Linked DNA regions of Callithrix jacchus: region 2 is linked to region 1. The links are chromatin contacts, called in public Hi-C maps. All regions are on one chromosome and are shown on one strand. The core of a region is the stretch at or near the end of the contact, and the rest is flanking DNA. Distances in the headings are between cores, read along the strand shown. Region 1 has its middle 2.9 kb from the start of TRNAL-CAG. Region 2 holds the start of CCL17 (C-C motif chemokine ligand 17).

Region 1 (4,670 bases), core at 365-2,864:
CCATTGCACTGCAGCCTGGGCGACAAGAGTGAAACTCCGTCTCAAAAAAAAAAAAATTGGCGCTCTACTCTTTGCCTATCAGGGTGTAAGCTGTCGTGTGGGCCATTCCCGAGGTTCTCCTTCTAGAGTGGCCAAAGGCTTAGGGGGCACTGGCAGAAGCAGTCCAGAGAACTTTCGAGTGAGTTCCTGGTCTTTGGTTTATTCTAGTTGTCACTGAAATGCTCACTGTCCACGTGATTCACTCACAACCAAGAAATTGGGCCGCCTGACTCCCTCCGTGCCAAGGGTGATCTTGGGGTCTTTGGCTCCAGTTCCAGAGAGACCGAACATCCCCCAACCCGTCCTGTTAGACATCTCCATCTGCCTCATCCACTTCACCTCCAGATTCCCCCATTCCCCTGGGGCTGGCCTCGCTTCTCCCCTCAGAGTCAAGATGTCCAAACCAGGGCCTTGGCAGGCATTCGTTCCTGGCACCCCATGGCTTCTGCTCTCCACCCTCAGCCAAGAAAACCAGAGCCTGAACCACACAATCTTGGCCGTACTACTTGGCCTGCCTTCCTGGGAAAATCCTACCCTTTCTTTTAAGTCTCCTTCAGTAATGAAAACAGGACTAACAATGGCATCTCAAAGTCCATCCTGCCTCGTGAATTGGCCAGCCCTCGTGGCCTTTTTCTAAGGAGACAATGTGAAGAAATTGCTGGGCATGATGCTAGGTACACTGTAGTTTTCAAGAAGGGATTTTGTTTTGTTTTGTTTTTGAGACAGGGTCTCACTCTGTTGCCCAGGCTGGAGTGAGGTGGCGTGATCACGGCTCACTACAGCCTCAACCTCCTGGGCTCAAGCAATCCTTCCACCCCAGCCTCCCAAAGTGTTAGGATTACAGGTGTGAGCCACCACACCTGGCCTCAAGGAGGAGTTTTGAGCCAGATGAATCAAATTCTACTTACCAACTGTATGACTCTGGGTAATTCCCATGGTCTCTCTGAGTCTCACTTTCCTATAAAATGGGGTGATGATGACCTGTGTTGTGGTGCTGTGATGAACATTAATGAGATCATGGATGGAAAGGAAGCATTCACTAGCACTCAGCTCTTGCCACAATTTCTCCAGGCAGGCCTGGTGATGTGTGCCGAAGTCCCAGGAATGATAGGAATTCCCCCTTTTTTGGCTGGACAAACACGGGGTCCTCATTTGGCCATCTGACTTCATCGGTCCTAAGTAGGGCAAGCCACAGGAAGAGCCACATCAGGACTTCCCCAGCTGCATGCAGTCTTTTCAAGCTGCACTCAGGGGACTTTATCCACCCAAGCTGGACAAATGCCCAGAGTAGGGAATGAGTGAGGCCTGTCCCACACGGCTCTTTGTTGGTGTCTAGGCTGCTGATAAGGAGGAAACAGGACATAAACAGAAATGATGGCCTTCTCCCTTCCCAATTTTGGTCTCAGCTACCTGAGGCTGCTAGGCTTCCTCCAGGCCTGGAGGCTGCCATATGAAAAGTGTCGAGGGGGGACAGCTGATCATCCCCCCAAATCCAGGAGACAGGGCTGTGTGGGAACCTAGTGCTGAGCCCCAGCAAGGGAGCTTGTTCTCCCAGGCAGGCCAGGAGGGCAGCAGGCAGAGCAGGGCTGGACACGGCTCCAGCTCTGGCTTTACCTCTGTTTTCTCCTCTCTAAAATGATGTACACTCAGAAAGGCTACCCGGATCAAGCCACTCGGCCCACCTAAGCCTCACCTCCCTGGCCTGTAAAATGGGGTGAAAGTGGGAAGCTAGCAGCCCCTGCTTCAAAGCTCTTGCCTCCAAGGGAAACTGAGCTTCTAGAAATCTGGCTCCTCGATGGCCTTGGTGACTTCCTATTGCATCCCTATACCCTCTCCTTCCGCCCGGACGTCCCACACACATACCAGCCAGCAGCAGGGATTGTCTGTTTTACCTCAAAACACATCCTGAATCTTGAATTCTACCACCTTTTGCAATCTCCACTTCCCTGGTCCAGCTACCATCATCTCTTATCCTTCCTGCCATGGCCTCCTCCCTGGACTTCCAATTCTTCCCTTGGCCTCCCATCCATCCTCCACACAGCAGCCAAAGGGACAGTTTTGGAAGGGCCCTCAGGACCATGCCAATCCCCTGCTTAAAACACTCCAGGTTGGGCACAGTGACTAACACCTATAATCCTAGCACTTTGGGAGGACAAGGCCAGAGGATCACTTGGGCTTGGGAGTTCCAGACCAGCCTGGGCAACATGTCAAGATCCTGTCTCTACAAAAAGTAGCCAAATGTGGTGGTGCACACCTGTAGTCCCAGCTACTCGGGAGGCTAAGGCAGGGATTGCTTGAGCCCAGGAGGTTAAGGCTGCAGTGAGTCAAGACTGTGCCACTGGACTCCAACGTGGACGACAGGGCGGGACCTTGTCTCAAAACAGCAGCAACAATAAACAAAAACACACCAGTTACTCCATCACAGAAGAAAATCCAAACTCCTTTCACTGGCACTCCAGCCCTGTGTGATATGGCCTGAGCCTTCCCATCACCTTACTGCTGCCGCGCTGGCCTTGCTGTCCTTCCAACAGATAAGATTCCTGTCTTTGCACTGGCTACATCTTTCATCTGCAATGCTGTCACCTGCAGCTTTGATTTTGTCATTCTCCTTTTGAACTCAGTGTCAGTTCCTCACAGAGGCCCTCCCTAACCACCCTGCCCAAGAGAGCCCCAGTCACTCTTGATCACTGTTAAAGGGATATTTTTTTTTTTTTTTGAGACAGTCTCGCTCTGTCCCCCAGCCTGAAGTGCAGTAGTATGATCTCAGCTCACTGCAACTTCTGCCTTCCAGGTTCAAGCAATTCCCCTTTCTCAGCCTCCTGAGTAGCTGGGACTACAGGCATATGCCATCATGCCTGGCTAATTTTTGTATTTATAGTAGACATGGGGTTTCACCATGCTGGCCAGGCTGGTCTCAAACTTCTGACCTTGTGATATGCCCACCTCAGCCTCCCAAAGTGCTGGGATCATAGGCATGAGCCACCTTGCCAGGCCAAAAGGATAATTTTTAAGATAAAATCATAATTCTCATATAAAATGAACACATGTCAAAGGTTTTATTTTAGTCATTAATTAATAGAGGGACCTGTACAATGTTATAACCAATTCAAAAGAGAATTCAAAGACACACATATATTGGCAATCAGGAGTGCTGAAATGAATTTATAAGTAAATTGCAAAATTGGTCAATATCCACAGGGCAATGATCAATTGCATTCCACCCTATCAAAATTCACCTGTATTTCTGTGGACAAGAATTATTTGGACATAAGAATAATGAAAGGTGCAAGCCCTTAAAGGATTAGATAGCTGGATGGGTGATCCCGGCGGAACATCCAGTTATCTTTATTGCCTGTTTCAAAGTCTCTCGAGTTTCCTGATGCGTTCTCTACCCAGCACTTACCAACACCTGAATGTGTTTGTTCATTTGGTTCTTATCCTTCTTACTTCGATGCATGTATGAATGTATCTTGAGAGTAAAATTCTGTTTTGTTCACAGCATACAGAAGAATGGCACATAGCAAGTGCTTAATAAATGTTTGTTGACTTTCTTTCCAGCTTCCAGGGCAATTTGTATTTTAGAAGAGGACACAAGGCTAGGCATGGTGGTTCACACCTGTAATCCCAGCACTTTGGGAGACTGAGGTGGGCAGATCACAATGTCAAGAGATCGAGACCAACCTAGGCAACATGGTGAAACCCCGTCACTACTAAAAATACAAAAATTAGCTGGGCCTGGTAGTGTGTGCCTGTAATTCCAGCTACTCAGGAGGCTGAAGCAGGAGAATTGCTTGAGCCCAGGAGGCAGAGGTTGCAGTGAGCGGAGATCACACCACTGCAGGTGACAGAGCGAGATTCTGTCTCAAAAAAAAAAGTGGGGGGGTTTAAGTGCTAAACCTAAAGGAAAGAATTCTGTCAGTCAATGAGAAGAGGACATCTGGGACAGGGAAAGAAGAGGGTTTCATCATCTTTCAAATAACCAGGACCTCTGCCCACCCCAAGGGGCTCCATCCCAAGCTCCAAGCATTTAAAGGGAATCTGACCCAAGGGTGGTAAGGGCTGCTGTTCTCCTGCTGAGGCCACTCCGTGATACCATCTCAGACAAGTCCAACGACACTAAGGGGTTAATGTGACCCCACTGTTCACACCTTCTGGGCCTGATCCCTGGACTCCAGAGTGGGTTCACAGATGTCGGAGAGTCTCGGACCCTCTCTTTCAGTGCCTGTGTACAGAGAGGGGCAGCAGCTTTCATTGTAGAATCATGAGTTATTAAGGAGGGAATTCAATAATTAATGTGTAATTGTTACACACCAGGTCAGTGGCCCAGGCCCCTAAGATCCTAGAAATCCCTTGGAGAAGGGCACCCTCTCAGTACCGAGGTCTTCTGGTCCCTGGAAACAGCCTGCGGGCAGCGTGCCTAAGCCTAGAGGGGGCGAAAGGGAAGAGAGGAAGATGCCGCGGGGGCCAGGAAAAGAGAGATGAGTCACGAAACGAGGGGATGCAGGAAGGAGGAAGCCAGAGAAGAACTGAATCCTCGGGATCTTCCCTGCGCACCTACTGTGTGCCGGGCACGGTTCGGGCACTGGGACATAGGAATAGTGCGTGCCGCCGCAGGGCTCATTCTACCCCGG
Region 2 (5,297 bases), core at 2,637-5,136, 110 kb before region 1:
GGGAGGGTGAGGCAGGAGAATTGCTTGAACCTGGGAGGGGGAGGGTGCAGGGAGCAGAGATTGCACCATTGCACTCTGAGCGTCCTTCCAGCTCTAGCCTGCACGGTGCAGGGGTCCAGGCCCCGACCGTCGCTGGCCTTTGTTGTCTTAAAGCCTTCTTTCTCCTTGCTTCCCTCTGTTTTTAGATCATCCTTCCTCCACCCGGCGGATTCGGAGAACGATTTTCCATGAACTCAGACTGGGCCACCCCTAGGGCTCTGGGTCTGAGGCAGTTGTTCGAGAGATATTCCTCGGCATCAGGACAGGAGAAGAGCCCACTTGCAGCCGAAGAGACCCTAGAGTCACAGATAGGCCAGTTTACTGGCTTTATCAACCTCATTTTGCTGTTCTTATTCTATTCCTGCCCATATTGGAAAGTGAACTTGCGTTGTCATCTTCCCTGCAACGAGCTGACTGGCCACAAGGGGGCAGAATTCCCAGCCAGGCCTGGAAATTGACCTAACCGCCGCCCCGCTAAGCAACGCCTGCCACAGGGTCTTCGGAAGAGAAGGACCCACGACCCTGCCGCCAAACTGTGTTCAGAGAGACAAGCCACGGCCGCATCGCTGGCTGGGAGAGTGAGAGAGAACTGGGACACGAAGGCCTGATTCCTCCCCCGCTGCACACTGTGTTCAGCCCTCAGCTGAGCCTGGGCAGAGGGGCCTGGGGGTGGGGTGTCCGGAGCCTGCAATCCCCATATTTTTGAGCACAGGGGTGCGACGTGCCCGGAGTGGCTCACGGAGCTCTCAACCTAATGGAGGAGCTGCGACTGCCCCCCTCCCCCGCCCACACACGAACCAATGGGAGAACCAGGCGGAGCAGGGGTCGGCTGCAGGGCAGTCCCCACGAGCTGGGGGAGCTAGTCGGTGGGGGGCTGTACTGGGCCGGATTCCTGCAGGCTGGGTGCGGCTGAACTGGGCTGGGGGTCAGCCAGGGAGGCGGGGATCACACTTCAGTCAGGAGGAACGGCGGCCGCTTGGCACCCTCCTACCTGCGGTTGGAGGGGGCTGGGAGGGTAGCTGCAGGCAGAGGACCCAGGGCCCGCATAAGGGCCCAGGACCCACAGAGCCGGCTCGCCCCGGAGCTGGTCTGCAGTTTGAGTGGGGAGAGGGAGCCAGGACCCGGAGGAGCCGGGCCAGCGGGCCTGCAGTGAGTGCAGGGGAGGCAGGGACGGGGCTGCAGGATCCCCCACCCTCCGCCAGGGGGCTCCCCAGCACTGGGCGGAGCTGCGGCCTGCGGGAGGGTCCTGGCCAGTCTGTGGAATTGATTCCAGCACCTCAAGGAAGCTTGTCCCCAGCTCCACGTGGGGCAAGAGCAGGAACTGGGCTGGGGAGAAACTGGAAGACCTCAGACAGAGAATCCAGCTGCCGCCTCCCAGGAACCTGCCAGCCCTGCCCCTGCCCGGGCCTCTCACCAGGGCCTCCCCTCACTGGTTCGTGGTCTGTGGAAGCCACGTGCCCCTCTCAGCCTCAGTTTCTCTTTCCGACCTGCGCAGGGAAGGACCAGATGTTCTCTGAGGACCCTCCCAGTGTGACAGGCGGGAGTGGAACCGCGTCCTGCGCTGTGGGGACGGACACACTGACACAGACTGAGCAGAAAGAATTTAATCTGGGCCCTTCTGTGCCCAAGGCTCCAGTTCAGACAAGGGGTTGGGATCTTCCTCCGTGTGGCTCTTCTTTGTCCTTGGAAGGCCTCCCTTGGACCCAGGCACTCGGGGTTGGGGTGGTGAACACAGATGCTGGAGGTACCGGGTGGTCCCAGGAGACAGTCAGGAGTCCCAGGTGAGGAGGCTTCGAGACCTCTGCAGGCTTCGCAGGTATTTAAGTGCCTTCTTCACACTCTGGTCCTCGGGGTCCGAACAGATAGCCCTGCCCTGGACGGTCACAAGCCTACACAGAGAGAGGATGTTCCCAGGGATGTCAGAGGGAGAAGGGCCCCAGAGTCCCCAGGATGGCCCCATCCTGTGCTGAGCAGGATTCCAAGACTCCAAGAGGGGCAGGAAGTTGCTGTAGTCACCTGGGGCCTTGGTGGCAGGTCTGGGACATCAGGCTCTGTCCTGAGTGATCTGGACCCTCACAGGGAGCCAGGGCTGCAGGACCTTGTCAGACTGCCACAAGATGGCTTAGAGCCTGTGATGTGGGGACTGTGGGGAGGGCTCAGACTACCACCCCTCAGACTGCCCCAAGACGGCCTAGAGCCTGAGACGTGGGGACTGTGGGGAGGGCTCAGGCCCAGGCCAGGGGAGGTGACCGCATTGCCCCTGACCAGCTGTGTGACCTGGGGAGTTCATCCCTCCCAGGGCCTCGATTTCACCACAATCAAGGAACAGGTTGGACTTGATGCCCTGCAGCCCTTTTGGGTCCCACAGCATGGGTGCATGAACTGCCCCAAGGAGCCTGTAGGGGTTGGGGAGGAAGGTCCCCACTGTATCATCCCTGTTTCCCGGTGGCCTTTCTGGGAGCTTCAGGGTCCACTTGTCCCCATGCTTGGCCCAGAGAAGCAGGGGTGGGACCAGGGGCACTTACACAATGGCTTTCCGGTTACAGTCCTGGGAGGTCCTATACCAAGTAGACAGCTTTCTAAGGGGAATGGCTCCCCTGAAGTACTCCAGGCAGCACTCTCGGCCAACATTGGTCCCTCGAGCTGCAGGGAGAGGAAGCAGGGTGGGGTGTCTGTGAGTGTCTGCCTGTGTTTTGTGGGAGCCCTGGGTGTGTCTGTGGAAGGTTGGCATGTGCGTGTCCACGTGTGCATCTGTGTGGTGACTGCATGTGTCACTGCCTATGTATATGTGTGTGTGTGAATGTACACCAGTATGTGTGAGGCCTCTGTGTATGCTGTGGGGATCCTGTGTGTTTGTGGGTATGTATGTCTGAGTGTGTCTGTGGGGGATCCTGTGTGTCCTGTGAGTGCCCACGTGTGTGTGTGTCTGTGTGTAGTCCTGTGTGTCTATGCCTGGCAACCTTATTTCATCTTTCCTTTCCTAACCTAATATAAGAATCTGTTTTTTAGGCCAGGCGCAGTGGCTCATGCCTGTAATCCCAGGACTTTGGGAGGCCCAGTCTGGTGGGTTGCTTGAGGTCAGGAGTTCGAGACCAGCCTGACCAATATGTTAAAACCCCATCTCTACAAAAAACACAAAATTAGCCCCGCATGGTGGCAGGTACCTACAATCCCAGCTGCTCAGAAGGCCGAGGTAGGAGAATCGCTTGTACCTGGGAGGCAGAGGTTGCAGTGAACCAAGATCACGCCATTGCACTCTAGCCTGGGTGACAGAGTGAGAGACTCCATCTCAAAAAAAAGAAACTCTTTTTTACATGCTCTTGGAAGCTTTATGCTGATTCTCTCATTGTGCATAAAACCTGTTAATAAAATAGATGCTAATAAATAATTTTGAGAATCTTTCTTTTTCCATTGCACAACTACAGCTGTTGAATCCCAACCTCACAGCCATTGCAGCTCGAGATGTGCTCATGTTGGTCCTTACCAAGCCCACCTGCAAGAGCTGGGACATCATCAACACCATCGACATTTTTCTCTGCTCGTTTCCCTCAAAATCCTAGTGCTGTGGGCTTCTCAGGTCTTTTTGTGGGGTGGGAGTAGGTGGGGTGTCAACAATACACAAATGTGTGTGTGTGTGTTGCTTTGGTGGTTTTCATGCCCCCAATTCCTGTCCTCCCAGTGCCTGCCCCTGGCCACCTTTCCCTGCTCTCACCTGCATGGATGTGCTGCAGAGAAGCCCCCAGGAGGAGGGTGACCAGGGCCAGCATCTTCAGTGGGACCATGGTGCCAGAAGTCCAGGAGGGAGTCTGTGCATGTAGGTCCCTCTGCTCAGGGAGACACCCTTGCTGAGAGTTGAGGGTGGCAGTGACTAATTTAACCTCCCTGGGGGTCTTGCCCCGCCTTCTGTCACCTCCCCACATCCTTCACTAGACCAGTGGAGATTGAAGAATTTGAGATGATTCAGGAGAAGTCCAGCTCTTGGAATGTTTGTGGATTTCCAGAGAATGGGCACTCAACTGGAGACAGAGGTGGGGTACATGTGTCTGGAGCCCATGCAGTGACACACTTCTCCTTTCAGAGGGGACATTTCTTGGTTCCTCTATTAGAATTGAAAAGCCTCCATCCACAACTGAGTTCATCTCTCTGTGGCTAGAAAGCATCCTTCATGCATGGCGGCCTGAGTCGGGGGAGATGAGGTGTTGGGAGTCAACCAGCAGAAATCAAGCAGGGCTCTTCTCCTGGACTGTGGGCAAGATTCAGGGCACTGGGGGCCACACTGGCTGTGGGCCATGGGCACAGGGGCATCACTCTGCAGGGAGGTCCATTCTTTATCTGCCTCTGAGAGAGACTGAGGCCCAGCCAGGGCACAGAGCAGCTTTGGTTGCCTGTCCCACCCCAGGCTAGGCCCTGACCGAAGGAGGCCAGAGCCCAGTGGTACTTCGATCACCATTCAATCCAAATAGCTCGGGAAACCACGTTCCCCTAAATGGGTTGCCTTACACTAAGATGCAGAACAGAGCTGGGTACGGTGGCTCACGCCTGGAATCCCAGCACTCTGGGAGGCCTAGGCAGGTGGATCTCCTGAAGTCAGGAGTTCGAGACCAGCCTGGCCAACATGGTGAAACCCCGTCTCCACTAAAATACAAAAAATAGCAGGGCGTGGTGGTGGGCACCTGTAGTCCCAGCTACTTGGGAGGCTGAGGCAGGAGGATTGCTTGAACCCAGGAGGCGGAGTTTGCGGTGGGCTGAGATCGCACCATTGCACTCCAGCCTGGTGGACAAGAGCGAGACTGAGTCTTAAAAAAAAAAAAAAAGATGCAGAACAGAACAAAGGGGTCTGTAGGAGATGCCGCTTCTCGCTTCTAGCAGAGCTGTGTCCCGGAGTCCGTACTGGATGCCTGGTCAGGATCCATCCTGAGCCAGGCCCTGAGCTGACTTTCCTGGCACCCCAGCCCATTGCAGGGCAATGACAGAACGCAAGTCCACTTTCCAGTAGGGGCAGAGCTGAAAAAAGAACTACAGGCATAAGGCGGCAGATCAAGTTGGTGAACTGGCTTATCTGTGACTCTAGGGTCTCAGCCCCAGGCCACAGCATCACTGCACACGGGTCAGGCACCTGGCCACCCGAGGAAATTGCCAGTCACCCTGTGAGGGCTCCCGGGAGCCAGAGCATGGGCGTCCCTTCAGTAGAATGAGGGTCCCATGCCCTCCAGGTGGGCAGCACCAGGGCAGGGCGGCTCAAGGCAGGGCAGCACCTG

The links. A called contact is a pair of places that touch in the nucleus more often than the background predicts.
Region 2: a Hi-C map of skeletal muscle shows a contact between it and region 1, with 18 times the contacts expected there. The contact joins the promoter of CCL17 here to the enhancer-like site in region 1. A contact is called at or near these places in 3 of 3 Hi-C or Micro-C datasets (induced pluripotent stem cells and skeletal muscle).

Annotation. Positions count from the first base shown.
Region 1 is chr20:15,182,360-15,187,029 of calJac240_pri, reverse strand. No RefSeq gene overlaps it. Among named protein-coding and RNA genes, the nearest start is that of TRNAL-CAG, 2.9 kb to the right of the region's middle. Within about 2 kb of position 1,614, at least 2 of the 16 cell types and tissues checked have an H3K27ac peak or open chromatin away from gene starts, as enhancers often do.
Region 2 is chr20:15,289,774-15,295,070 of calJac240_pri, reverse strand. It overlaps CCL17 (C-C motif chemokine ligand 17), which reads right to left and starts at 3,886. Exons shown (of 3, transcript XM_008985929.5): 1 at 3,752-3,886; 2 at 2,565-2,682; 3 at 1,629-1,928. The coding sequence starts at 3,821. The coding sequence ends at 1,808.